Regions from separate parts of the Mus musculus genome. Here region 2 is linked to region 1. Evidence: chromatin contacts called from public HiChIP or PLAC-seq data. All regions are on one chromosome and are shown on one strand. The core of a region is the stretch at or near the end of the contact, and the rest is flanking DNA. Distances in the headings are between cores, read along the strand shown.

Region 1 (5,917 bases), core at 1,324-3,823:
TCTCACTGAAAGGTCTACTTGCTTGAGACTCAGGGACAGCTCCATCGACTGCAACAGTTCACATGTCCTCTACTTTCTTTGCTTTTGGACAGTGTCCTCAGGTAACCCTGAACTTCCAATCTTCCTGCCTCCACGTCCCAATCAAGGAGATGCCAAGAGGTCATTGTCATTCCTGCCTATTACAACTTTCCTACAAGTGGCTGGAATTATGAATATCCGGGCATTCCGTTCTAGAGAATAAAACTACACGTATCAGAACCGTTTCTATTAACAAATAACTAAATACAAGCTACAATCTGACTAGGTATGATGGGAGAGGCAGGTGAACCTCTTTAAGTTCGAGGCTAGCCTGGACTACATAGAGAGGTCCAGGCCAGCCAGGGGCTCTATAGTAAAACCCTGACTTTTAAAAAAGGAAAGAGAGAGAGAACCTGGAAATATATGTAATATGATATATATACATATCCGTATATAATTGTATTTATTTGAAGTGTTGGGGAAAATGGAGCCTTAATTTGTGTGCCTGCACTCACACACCTGCCTGCCATGGCACACTGCACCTGGAGAGGTCAGGAGTCTGCTTTTGACTTCCATCTTGCTGTGTCAGGGTTTCCCTTGGTTTTTGCCTCACCCTACTCCAAGTTAGCCCATCTGCAAGCTTCAAGCGGATCCTTCTGTCTCTGCCGCCCACCTCACCGAGGGAATTCTGGGATAAGAGATGGGCACTACTGCACCCAGCTTTTTACATAGGTTCTGGGGACCCAACTCATCAGGTTTGTGCAGCCAGGACCTTGACCGGCTCAGCTGTCTTTCCAGCATGATTTTTTTAAAGCCACGGGTGAAAAATAATTAGAAAAATGAGGTGTAATAACTCACACTTGTAATTCAGCACTCTGGAGCCAGAGGCAGGAGGATTACCTTAGTTTGAGGCCAGTCTAAACGACACAGTGTGTTCCAACAGAACATAAAACAAAATTTTGAGTGTCACAGGCTGACAGGATGGCTCAGAGGGCCAGGGGCCTTGTCACTAAGCCTGATACCTAAGTTCAATTCCTGGGACTCATGTGGTAGAAAGAGAAAACTGACTCAAGTTGTATACAGAGAGAGAGAGAGAGAGAGAGAGAGAAAGAGAGAGAAACTGACTCAAGTTGTATACAGAGAGAGAGAGAGAGAATGTAGAACCATAGAAAATAGGCAGTGGTGGTGTGCACCTTTAATCCCAGCACTGGGGTGGGGGTAGGGGGGTAGAGGCAGGCGGATTTCTGAGTTGGAGGCCAGCCTGGTCTACAAAGTGAGTTCCAGGACAGCCAGGGCTACACAGAGAAACCCTGTCTTGAAAAAACCAAACAGAAACAAAAACAAAAAACAAAAAAAGACAAAAAGAAAAGAAAAGAAAGCTTTGCATCTTAATGCACACTTGTAATCTCAGCACTGGGGAGCTGGGGCAGGGAGACTGCAAGTTCAAGGTCAGCCTGGAGTGCTACCTTAACAAAAAGGAAAAGTTGGCTGGAGAGATGGCCCCACAGTTAGGAGCACCTGCTGCTCTTACAGGGAACCCAGAGGGGTTCTAGCACCCACACGGCAGCCATTATCTGTAATTCCAGTTCTAGAGTATCTGATGCCCTCTTCTGGCCTCCATAGGTACTGCATGCACATTTTGTGTGTGTGTGTGTGTGTGTGTGTGTGTGTGTGTGTGTGTGTGTGTGTGTGTGTGTGTTCATATACACATACATACTGTGGTGGTTTGAATAAGAATGGCCCCCAGAGGCTCGCAGATTTGAATGCTTATTCACCGGGGAGTCATACTAATAGGAAGTGTGGCCTCGTTGGAAGAAATGTGTCACCCAGAGTGAGGTTTCAGACGCTCAAACCAGTCCAGTGTCTCTCTCTTCCTGCTGCCTGCCGAACTCCCGGCTATCTCTCCAGCACCATGTCAGCCTGCATGCCGATATGTTCCTGCCATGAAGATAATGGATTAACCGCTGGAACTGTAAGCCAGTCTCAAGTTAATGTTTTCCTTTGTAAGAGTTGTTGTGGTCATGGATTCTCTTCACAGCAATAGAACACTAAGACAAACACTCATGTCTTTTTTTTAAAATGGACATCACTACAGTCACTATTAATTAGACTTAGTAAGTGAAAAAATATCTCAAAGTAGATACAGCAAAATACAAAACATGTACTTAAAGAGATTTCAACAACTGGACAGTGGTGACCCACACCTTTAATCCCAGCACTCAGGAAGCAGAGGCAGATGGACCTCTGAGTCCAGCCTGGCCTACAGTGCAAGTTCCAGGATGGCCAAGGTTATACAGAGAAACCCTGTCTTGAAAAACAAAATAAAAGAAGCAAAACAGAACAAAACAAAAGATTTCAACAGGGAAACCACGGAGGGAAACCTTTGAACAAATGCAGTTTGTTGTACTCAGTCACGCCGCTGTAATCACTCAGTAAACTTGGGCGGTTTCCCCTGAGGAGCAGCTAGGGACAGCTCACCCATCCCCCCCATGATCCAGACACTGCTGTTGTTAGCTTTCTGTCTGTAGAAGAGGAACTGGAAAGCCTCACTCGCGGAGGATGCGGGCCCTGGGAGGGGCGGGCCCTGGGAGGGGCGGGCCCTGGGAGGGACGGGCCCTATAGGCACCTACAATGGGTCCTTCATTTCCTAAGAAGTTTGTGCAAGTTCGCGCTCTTTGTCCTGCTGTCCTCTGCCGGAACTCTGAAACAAACGTGGATGCAATAATGTAAAAGGCAGTCACCGAATGCTTAATTATACAAATGGAAGTTCTCAGGAAACCCTGAATCTACCAATTAGCTAAATAATTGCCCAGGGTGAAGTTTTAGCTCATCATTTTAAAATATTTTAAAATAAAATTTGGAACACAAGGAAGTACTGATTGGCATTAAGCAAATAGAGGGGAGGTCCAAATTGAATAATTCCAACAGTAAGTCTAATTATAAAGAGGAAATATACCCAAATATTGAAGAATGGCTAGCTCTACAGTTGACTTTAGTTTTCTTATTATCATTTGCTTTCAAATTATCTATAAAGGCCAAGTCTAATTTTGATAATAAGAACATTTAAAATATCCCAAGTCTACAGAATGCATCTCCAAACCAACATTAAAGTGGTGCCATTAAGAAACCACTGGGTATGGGCTGGAGAGATAGCTCAGTGGTTAAGAGCACTAGCTGCTCTTCCAGAGGTCCTGAGTTCAAATCCCAGCAGCCACATGGTAGCTCACAACCATCTGTGGTGCGATCTGACTCCCTCTTCTGGAGTGTCTGAAGACAGCTACAGTGTACTTATATATAATAAATAAATAATCTTAAAACAGGTGAGATAAGTTCAGTGGGTAAAAATGGCTGCTGCCAAGCTTGACAACCTGAGTTCGATTCCCGGGTCCTACAGTGTGGAAAGCATCAACTCCTGAAAGTTAATGTCTGCTCTTCATAGAGCTGCACACCATGGGATGTGCACACACATGTACACCAAAATAAATAAGTGAATATATTTATATAAATATATATAAATAAATATATATAAATCTCTGATCGCATTGGGGCTCCTCATGAGAAAACAACTGAGTCCCCAGGAAAAGTAGATACAGGGTAGGTTACCAGGGAGACAGGTTCATTTCAGGAGCTTTATCTAAAGTATGTAGTGGATCATGAATTTAAGCAGGTAGCACAGGCAGGTAGTTGGGGGATAAAGGGTGGAGGTGGTGTGGTTGGGGCAGTTTTGATTTGTAGAGTTCAAGCAGTCCAGCTTCCACCCAGCCTTCCAGCTTCCTTTCTCAGTGCTCTCTCTCTCTCTCTCTCTCTCTCTCTCTCTCTCTCTCTCTTACTCTCTCTTACACATACACACACACACACACACACCCCAGCAGTGGCAGCAGTAGCAGCAGTAGCAGCAGCAGCTTCCTCCTTCCCCTTTTTTTTTCCACTGTGATTGAGCCCTTATTGTCTACCAGCACCAGGTACTGTTATAGAAGCTGGGGCCTCCTCATCAAATGGACCAGTCCTGTGCCTGTTCTAAACCCCTTCTCTTCTGAAGCCAACATCCCACATGCCATTGCCATCTTCAGAGTTACTTCCAGGTCCATAATGGCTGCTGCACCTCCAGCTGCCATGTTCACAGGCTAGATAGAGCAACAGAGGAATAGCAAAAGCCAACGAGCGGGCCTTACAGTTCAAACAGGCTCCATTTGTCCACTCCTTATCGGATAAAAAGGAAAAAAAAATTAACTCAGGGGCTGGAGCTGTAGCTCAGTTGGTCGTGTTTGCTTAGATATATGAAGCCTTGAGTTCCACTCCCAGCGTGTCACCAATCAGGTGTGGTAGTGCACAGATGTCATCCCAGGAGTGGAGCAAGCAGGAGGGTCAAAAGTTCAAGGGAATCATCAGCTATGTAGAGGGTTCATAGCCAGCCTGGGCTGGAGAGAGTGGGAAAGAAAAAGACAAGGAAAAGCTTTGGTTCTGTCAGTCAACTAAAAGAACCAAAACATAATCTTTCAGCTGATGGGTATATGAGATCTTTCCAACCTGGAGATAATATGCATGGGTAAACACACCCAGAGAATTCTTAGACAAGTCTCTTTTAAATAAATAAATAAATAAATAAATAAATAAATAAAAAAAAGGTGTGGGGTATTTACATGTATATTCATGAACTTGCATGCAAATTCCTTCTTGTGTTTGGGAAGGCCCAGGGACATCAAAGTCTTCCTCAATCGCTTTTCACTTCACTCACTAAGGCAGGGTCTCCCAGTTGAACAGAGAGTACACCTAATGCAGCTGGTCTGGCTAGCCAGCTTGCTCCAGAGATCTTCCGTCTCAGTCTTCAGAGTGCTGGACTATAGGTCAGGGCCACGCCCCCTCAGAATTCTCAGGAGTGTGAGGTGAGGGATCGAACACCAATGCTCACACCAGGGCAATAAATACTTTACTCACTGACCCATCTCCCTACCCTCATTCTTTCTTTTTATTTGGAGGAGGGGAGATGGAATTTCTGGGTCACCAGTTAGGCATTCATTTGGTTGATAAAATGGCAAAGCATCTCTGGAGACAGCCACAGGCTTTAGATTCTCCCAGCAGACCCATCAAGGATACTTTCCGTGTATTGACTGCTTAAGCCATGCACATCGGATGAGAACTTCGGAAATGAGATTGCACATCCGGAAAGTTTCCTGCAGGAGCTGTATCAAGTCATCGACTAACAGGCTCTCCTTGAGTTTTGTGGGACAGGGGCCGCTTATCAACCTTAGTCCCAGTTTCAATGGATCAAGAGATCCTTTTCCCTCGGCCTGTAACCCAAACCACGGAGATGAGGCGAGGAAAGGTGCCCTGGGAAACGGGAGTCCGTGCCGAGCTCATTCATAGCAAGTATTCCTTACCCACAATGCCCATCACCTCGCCAGACACAACAGGAAGAGGAAGGATGTGGAAGATTCCGCTCCTGGTCTCTTAATCTCTTGATCTCAGTCTCATTCACAATACAGGCAACAACTCTTCCTTTGATGCAAAGGCAGACTCACGGGTCTGACGTCAAGCTTTTGACCTTTGACCTTTGCGTTCCATTCTGCCTACTCTCTCTGGGATGCCTTGCCTGAGCCAGAGTACAGGGGACTCATGGAAGCCGCGTAGACAGGTCAGCTCCACTGTGAGCAAATCAGGAGCTACAGTGATGGAGGAACCAGCCAGAAACTTCCTGGCACGAGAACCTGCCTCTCCCGCTTCTCCCGTGCCTGAGACTGAATGCATGACCCAGAACTAGACTGTTGGAATATTCCACGCCCCCTCTCAAGAGAGAGATTTAAAGATGCGACATAACCAAACCTACACCAGTGAGATACTGGGTGTAACTTTTGCTGTCAGCATGGAGGAAGAAAACAGTTAAGAGATAGAGAGAAAGGGG
Region 2 (5,917 bases), core at 1,374-3,873, 290 kb before region 1:
CTAAGGTATATCTCAGAGATAGATTACAGCTTAATACACATATTGGCTTCAACCCTAGCGCCCCAAACCCCCAAGCCCAAAGCAAAACTAGAACCTGTCCATGTGTTGGCTATTGCTTCTAGCCCGGGCTATTTTGCTCAGACTACCTCAGCTTTAGACAAGGAGAGAGCTGGCCAGGCCTGTCCCCAGCGTGACCAGGGAGGGGCTTGGTGCTTCTGAAGCAATGTCCCTGTCCATGAAGAGCCCTCGGCTCACAGTGCCCTTCCCTCAGTCCAGACCTGGCCTGTGGTGAGAAAGAATGGGCAGAAACTAGCAGCAGAGCTGCCCTGGCTCTGAACGCACTCAGAACAGCCTGGTTGGCAAGGGTGGGAAAGAGACAGGTGCGGAGCTCTGTGCAGGCCTTGAGAACATATGCTTTTGATGTGTGTATGCCCGCCTCCTCCACGATTGACTACAGCCACCAGCGGCCAGACGGGCAGAGAGGAGGATGGCTATTCTTACAGTCCAAGTCTGCATGGATCTTTCAGGAGGGATCTGTGGGCTGCAGGGGTGAGGAGGGCAGAAGATGGGAACGGCCCATCCCTACAGCTGCAGGTCCCCTGGTCACACCTCCCTGAATCTGGGTCAGTCTGGGGCAGCAGCTGTGGCCATCTTTGTTCTCCAGTCCTCCCTGAAGCTCACACAGTGGGACCTCGGGGACAGGGTTCGAGTGTTCCCACTACTTTTACCCAATGTGACATCTGAGCCGAGTCGCCCTGAGATGTGAATAGCATTCTGCTTGGATCCTGGGCTGAGCAGATGCGAGGCCAGTTCTAGAGCACTCTGCTGGGGTTCATAGGCTGGGGTTAGAGAGACCAGCAGAAGGAATGTAGGCTTGAACTGTGGCCTTTGGGTGGACATGGGGGTGAGCCCCAGGCAGGAGAGAGGGGGTAGATTTGAGAGAAGGCTGGGGTTTGTCTGCAGTGAGTTTAACCTCCCCTCCTATGGTTAGACTCTGCTGCAGAGCATGCTGGTACTAGGACAGTCCTGAGTAGGATGTCTAGGCTAGGAGAAGCTGGGGGCTGAGGCTTGCATACCCCAATAAAGAATTGGGGGGGGGGACAGCAGGGGAGGGGAGGAACGGAGGAGGGTTTTCTGAAGTGGGCTAAGTGATCTTGGCAGAGCCTCTCCTAGCTTAGGGCATTAATCAGCCTTCTTCTCCCTCCTCCTCTTTTTCCCTCTTTAAATCTGTCCACTTCCCCGCCTGTGTTGTCCCTACACTTCCTGGTTGAAAGTCTACATTGTGAAACCTGGAAAAGGAGACCTGTGGTGGGGAGTCTGGCTGTCTGGCGGCTTTATAAAAGACAAGTTTCACATCTGTGTGGAAAAACAATGTATCAGCTGCCCTAGGAGCTAAGGAGAAACGCACCATCTACAGTGACCTGGAGCCAGCCAGAGAGCTGGGGCCGGAGCCTGTGTCTGTGGCTAAGGCTAGGGTTCTGCACCACAGGGCTCCTTTCTGCCCCCTTTTCCCTCCATCTTAATGGGTCAGGAGATCCATGGCTCCACCCTGGGATGTAAAAGAAGATGCTTCAGAGAATTTGGGGACTGCATCTAATCTTCGCAGTCTGCCAAGGGCTGGAAAGAAGCTTTGCCGATGCTAAGGATGCATACACACTGTTTGGGCAATAGGAGCCAGAGCAGTGCTCTTGCGATCTCTCTCTGTCTCTGTCTCTCTTGTTTTTCAAGATAGGGTTTCTCTATCCCTGTCCTGGCTACTCCCTCTGTAGACCAGGCTGACATCTACCTGCCTCTGCCTCCTGAGCGCTGGGATTAAAGACCACCTGGCTGCAAGTGTGTGTCTTTAGGGACCGTATTATGCACTACTAAGCAAGAAGGTCCATGAGATGGCTGGACCATTTCCTTCCAACATGCCTCAGCCCTGCCTCCTGAGAGAGAAGCCCTGGATTCCATTCAGGAGAACAGATCAAGCCCCTGTCTCATGTCTCACAGGTATGAACCCCAAAGTTTATTTGATGAGACCTGACAGCCATAGTCCTTAGTCGCATTTGCACGGACACTCTAGTGACTTATTGCAGCCTTCTGGCGGCTGCTGGAGAGACCTGTTTTTTACTGATCCAGCCAGAGGGGCGTGAGGAGACATGGATGGAGACAGTAGCCTGACACCAGCTTTATCTAGCCTGTTGTCCCCTCTTGAATGATAAACAGAGCATGAAGCGGCACCCCTGAGGCCAAGACTCTACCTACTCAGCACCCTGAGTTCAGACAGCTGGTCAATCAATGTCTGCATACTTGAAGGTCAACTGAGACCCTTTAGGAAGCCAGGTCTGGGGTACTCTCTTCTCTCCAGCTACCTGGACCAGGTCATCTCCATCTCCAGGAAAACTTGCCACCCAGTCCAGTGCCAGCCGGGAAGAAAATGAAACTGGCTGCTAAGAGACTCATGGGGCAGGAATAGGCAACTGTGCTCCCTAGCTGCTGGGGTAGGAGGATCTGAGGACAGGTCGAGAGGTACTTACCGGCCAGGGATCCCACCGTCAGGATGGTCAGTAGTGTCTTCATTGGGTCCCTCCAGGGCCCCTTCGGGCCTCGGCTCTGGACCCCTGCACAGAGGCTGGGGTGTGTGTGAAGTCTTGCCGCTTTGGCAGCTGGCCCCGCCCAGCCCAGGGCGGGGAGAGGAGAGCAGAGTAAGACCTGGGCTCGTGGGGGCAGGGGTACAAAGGTGCCTAGTCGGGTGCTGAGGAATTCCAGGACCTGGGCGAGATCCAAGGGAGGTTCCTTTCTTGGGTGCAGACAAGGCACCAGCAGCGGAAGGGCTTGTTTATCTGGTCTGGTGACTGATTCATCCCAAGGCCCCTGGTGGTGCGGCCGTGCACCAGAGAGTTAGGAAAGGCAAGGCCGAAGAGCAGTCTTATCAGTCCGTAATTGGCTCATATCAAAGCCTGCCCCGGGTGTGTTGCATATCGTCTGTCCTAATAATTCCATTACAAGAGGATTTATCCCAAGGAAAAGAACAGGACATGAGTAAGAGAATACCTTCAACAATGACTTCTTGGCTTGATTCTCGCTGGTGGAATTGCAGGGAGCTCAGTGCGCCCTTTTCCTCCCCGGGGGCTGAGCAGTGTGGTTGGAACAGCCTCCTCCTGGCAAGGCTGCTGAGGTGGGAGGCCCAGGCAATCTTCAGCCGGAATCTTGGACAAAGAATCTATAAAAGGGGGTGGGGGTGCGGGGAGGGACTGGAGTCCAGATGACTCAGTGGGTAGAGTGTTTTCAAGCAAGTGTGAAGACCCTCAGAACCTAAGTGAAGGTGGATTGGACAGATGGACGTGAAGTCCAAGTGTCTGTAATCCCAGCACTTCTGTGAGTGGATCGAAGGCAGAAACAGGGGGATCTCTAGAGAGCGGTGGTTCTCCTAGCCTGCATTTGCAGCAGTGGGCACCAAGTGATGCTGTCTCAAAGACAATGGGAGCTAGTACTGATGCTTATGGCGTCCTCCAAGCTCCTCGCGGGAGTCTGCGCCCGCTCACACAAACGCGCATGTGCAGGCACACAGAGAAAGGGAATCTTAACAAAGGGGGATTCTTCCTGCCGCATTCGAGGGGAGGCAGTGGGGCAGGACTTTAGATTGGAGGATGAAGGTGGAAAATGCTTCCCCAGCTCTCTGCCACCTCGAAGAGCCGTCCCGGACATCAGTGTCCATGCACACCGGGGTGGACCTCGTTGCCGGGCCCCGGAGATGATGTAAGAAGCTATTTGGGTTAGGTTTAGGGTGCATGTGATAAAGGTCCATGCTTTGTAGCACATTTGCCTGGCCCCATTATCAACTGCAGAACCAGGCCAAGGTTCGGGTCAACCTAATTCACTTCACATGAGAACGCAGTAAGTCACACTGAGCTGGGCCCTTGGCCCTGGGATCAGCGTTTTAGGCGGAATGGGTTCTGATCCATGGGAACCTGGGCTTAGTTTTCTTCTCTGTGTTATAACCGTGAGCACTGAAGCTCTGCTCAAGTGTATCTAACCCGAGAGCCAGATCTTTGCTCTCCATCATTTGTAGAGACGACATTTCTCAGCATTGCCAGCTGCGTCCTGATAGGCTGAGGCCGAGGGAGGCTCTGGATGCACGCTGGAGAAGCCAGGTGCTTCTCATTCACTGTGACCCCACTGGGTGGCACGCCAGCAGCGGCTGTGTCTCCTCTGGAATCCTTCCAACCATGTTTTTCCAGCCCTGGTACTGTCCCAGTTTGTTCTCCGTGCTGAGATAACCACCGAAGCTGAAAACACCGTGGGAAGGGTTTCATAGCTCACAGGTTGCAGCCCAGCACTGAGGCAAGCCAAGGTAGGAACTCACACAGGGCAGAAACCTGGAGGTGGGAGCTGACACAGGAGCCACAGAGTGGTGCAGCTTGCTGGCACGCCTGATGGAGAAAAATCACTGGTGGTGTTGCTATTACCATGCTTGAGATTCCCTCCTGTCAAGTGACCCTACTCTATGTTACACTGACCAAACCAAACCAAAACCACAACAAACCAAAAACCAAACAACAACCAAACCAAACCAAAACCAAAATGAAACAAAGTCAACCAAACAAAACCAATGCAAAAACAAACAAAAGCAAACAACAACAACAAACCAAACCAAACCAAACCCAAATCAAACCAAAAACAAAAAAAATAAACCAAAACAAACAAACCCAAAATCAGCCAACCAAAACAAAACTCAAAAGACAACTGAGGACACAGGTATCAGGCCCCTTTGTCCTCTCCTATTGGTGGAAGGGCGGGATAGCACTTTTCTGTGGGGATGCTGGCTGCTTCCTAGTTATGACGGGACCCACGGTCTCTTTTCACTTGAGAACCAACTCCTTTGTAGTAAAGTCTCTTGGCAATGGACTATGGTATAGAAAGGGGCTTCAATGACTTTAAGGACAAGCTGGGGTAGGAAGATTCCATCCTGAGGCCTGGGTTACAGTGTTCCAAGAAGACCCATGGTGAGAGGCGACAGTGGTATGCCGAGATGACTGGCCAAGAGGACAAGCTGCCAGAAAGGCTTTCCTTGGGGTTTCTGTGGTGCAGAAGAGGAAGGAATCTGATGTTTTCTCGCTCTGTCTAGGTCTGTGCAGGAATGAGGGCAGGTGTCCCATTGACTGTGTGCTCGCCATAGCCTAGAATCATCTGAGGGATTCTCAGCTGAAGGATTAATTGCCCAGATCAGATTGGCCTGCAGCCATGTCTGTGAAAAATAGGTTTGGATAATGATTGGTATGGGAGAGCCCAGCCCACTGTGGGCAGCACCATCCCTAGGCAGGTGGGCCTGGGTTGTGTGAGGAAGCCAAGCTAGCTGAGCAGGAGCCAGTGAGGAAGTCAGCACTCAGAACTCAGATCAGGACTTCAGGGATAGGCTGTGGCCTGGAAGTGTAAGCTGAACCAGCTGCCTTCCTTCCCAGGTTGCTTTTGGTCATGGTTTTCATCACAGCAACATAAGGCGAACTAGATCAGGAAGTAGAATGTTAGGGAATTTGGGCTCTGCAGGGAAAGACACTTACTACCTAGCCAAACAACCTGAGCTGGATCCCTGGGAGCAACTCACACAGAACACAGCAGTTCCTACTGAACCCCACACTCAGCTGCCATGGCACACATGGCTCCCACAAGCACACATACAAACCAACAACATAATTTAAAAAGTAAAATTGAAACACTATCTTGTGTGTGTGTGTGTGTGTGTGTGTGTGAGAGAGAGAGAGAGAGAGAGAGATCCCACAAGAGCAAAATGGCACTCAATGTTTCAAAATGGGGCTTTGGTTAAATAAATAATGGTTTCCATCCAAAGTAAGATGCAATGGTTACTCTTGATTGTCAGCCTCGTTGGATTTAAACCCACTGTGATAGGGGAAGGGGATGGCCCCATAGGACAGAT

Evidence for each region. HiChIP or PLAC-seq counts read pairs in DNA pulled down with a chosen protein or histone mark.
Region 2: a contact with region 1 is called in an H3K27ac HiChIP or PLAC-seq map of acute myeloid leukemia, with 4 times the contacts expected there. The contact joins the promoter of Il22ra1 here to the enhancer-like site in region 1. A contact is called at or near these places in 5 of 115 datasets of contacts at active chromatin or transcription factors (T-cell acute lymphoblastic leukemia, acute myeloid leukemia, embryonic stem cells and 1 more).

Annotation. Positions count from the first base shown.
Region 1 is chr4:135,436,072-135,441,988 of GRCm38.p6, reverse strand. No RefSeq gene overlaps it. Among named protein-coding and RNA genes, the nearest start is that of Rcan3, 5.2 kb to the right of the region's middle. Within about 2 kb of position 2,573, at least 248 of the 459 cell types and tissues checked have an H3K27ac peak or open chromatin away from gene starts, as enhancers often do. A contact at or near this core is called in T-cell acute lymphoblastic leukemia, acute myeloid leukemia, embryonic stem cells and 1 more, where this site is marked.
Region 2 is chr4:135,724,865-135,730,781 of GRCm38.p6, reverse strand. It overlaps Il22ra1 (interleukin 22 receptor, alpha 1), which reads right to left and starts at 2,623. Exons shown (of 7, transcript NM_178257.2): 1 at 2,520-2,623. The coding sequence starts at 2,562.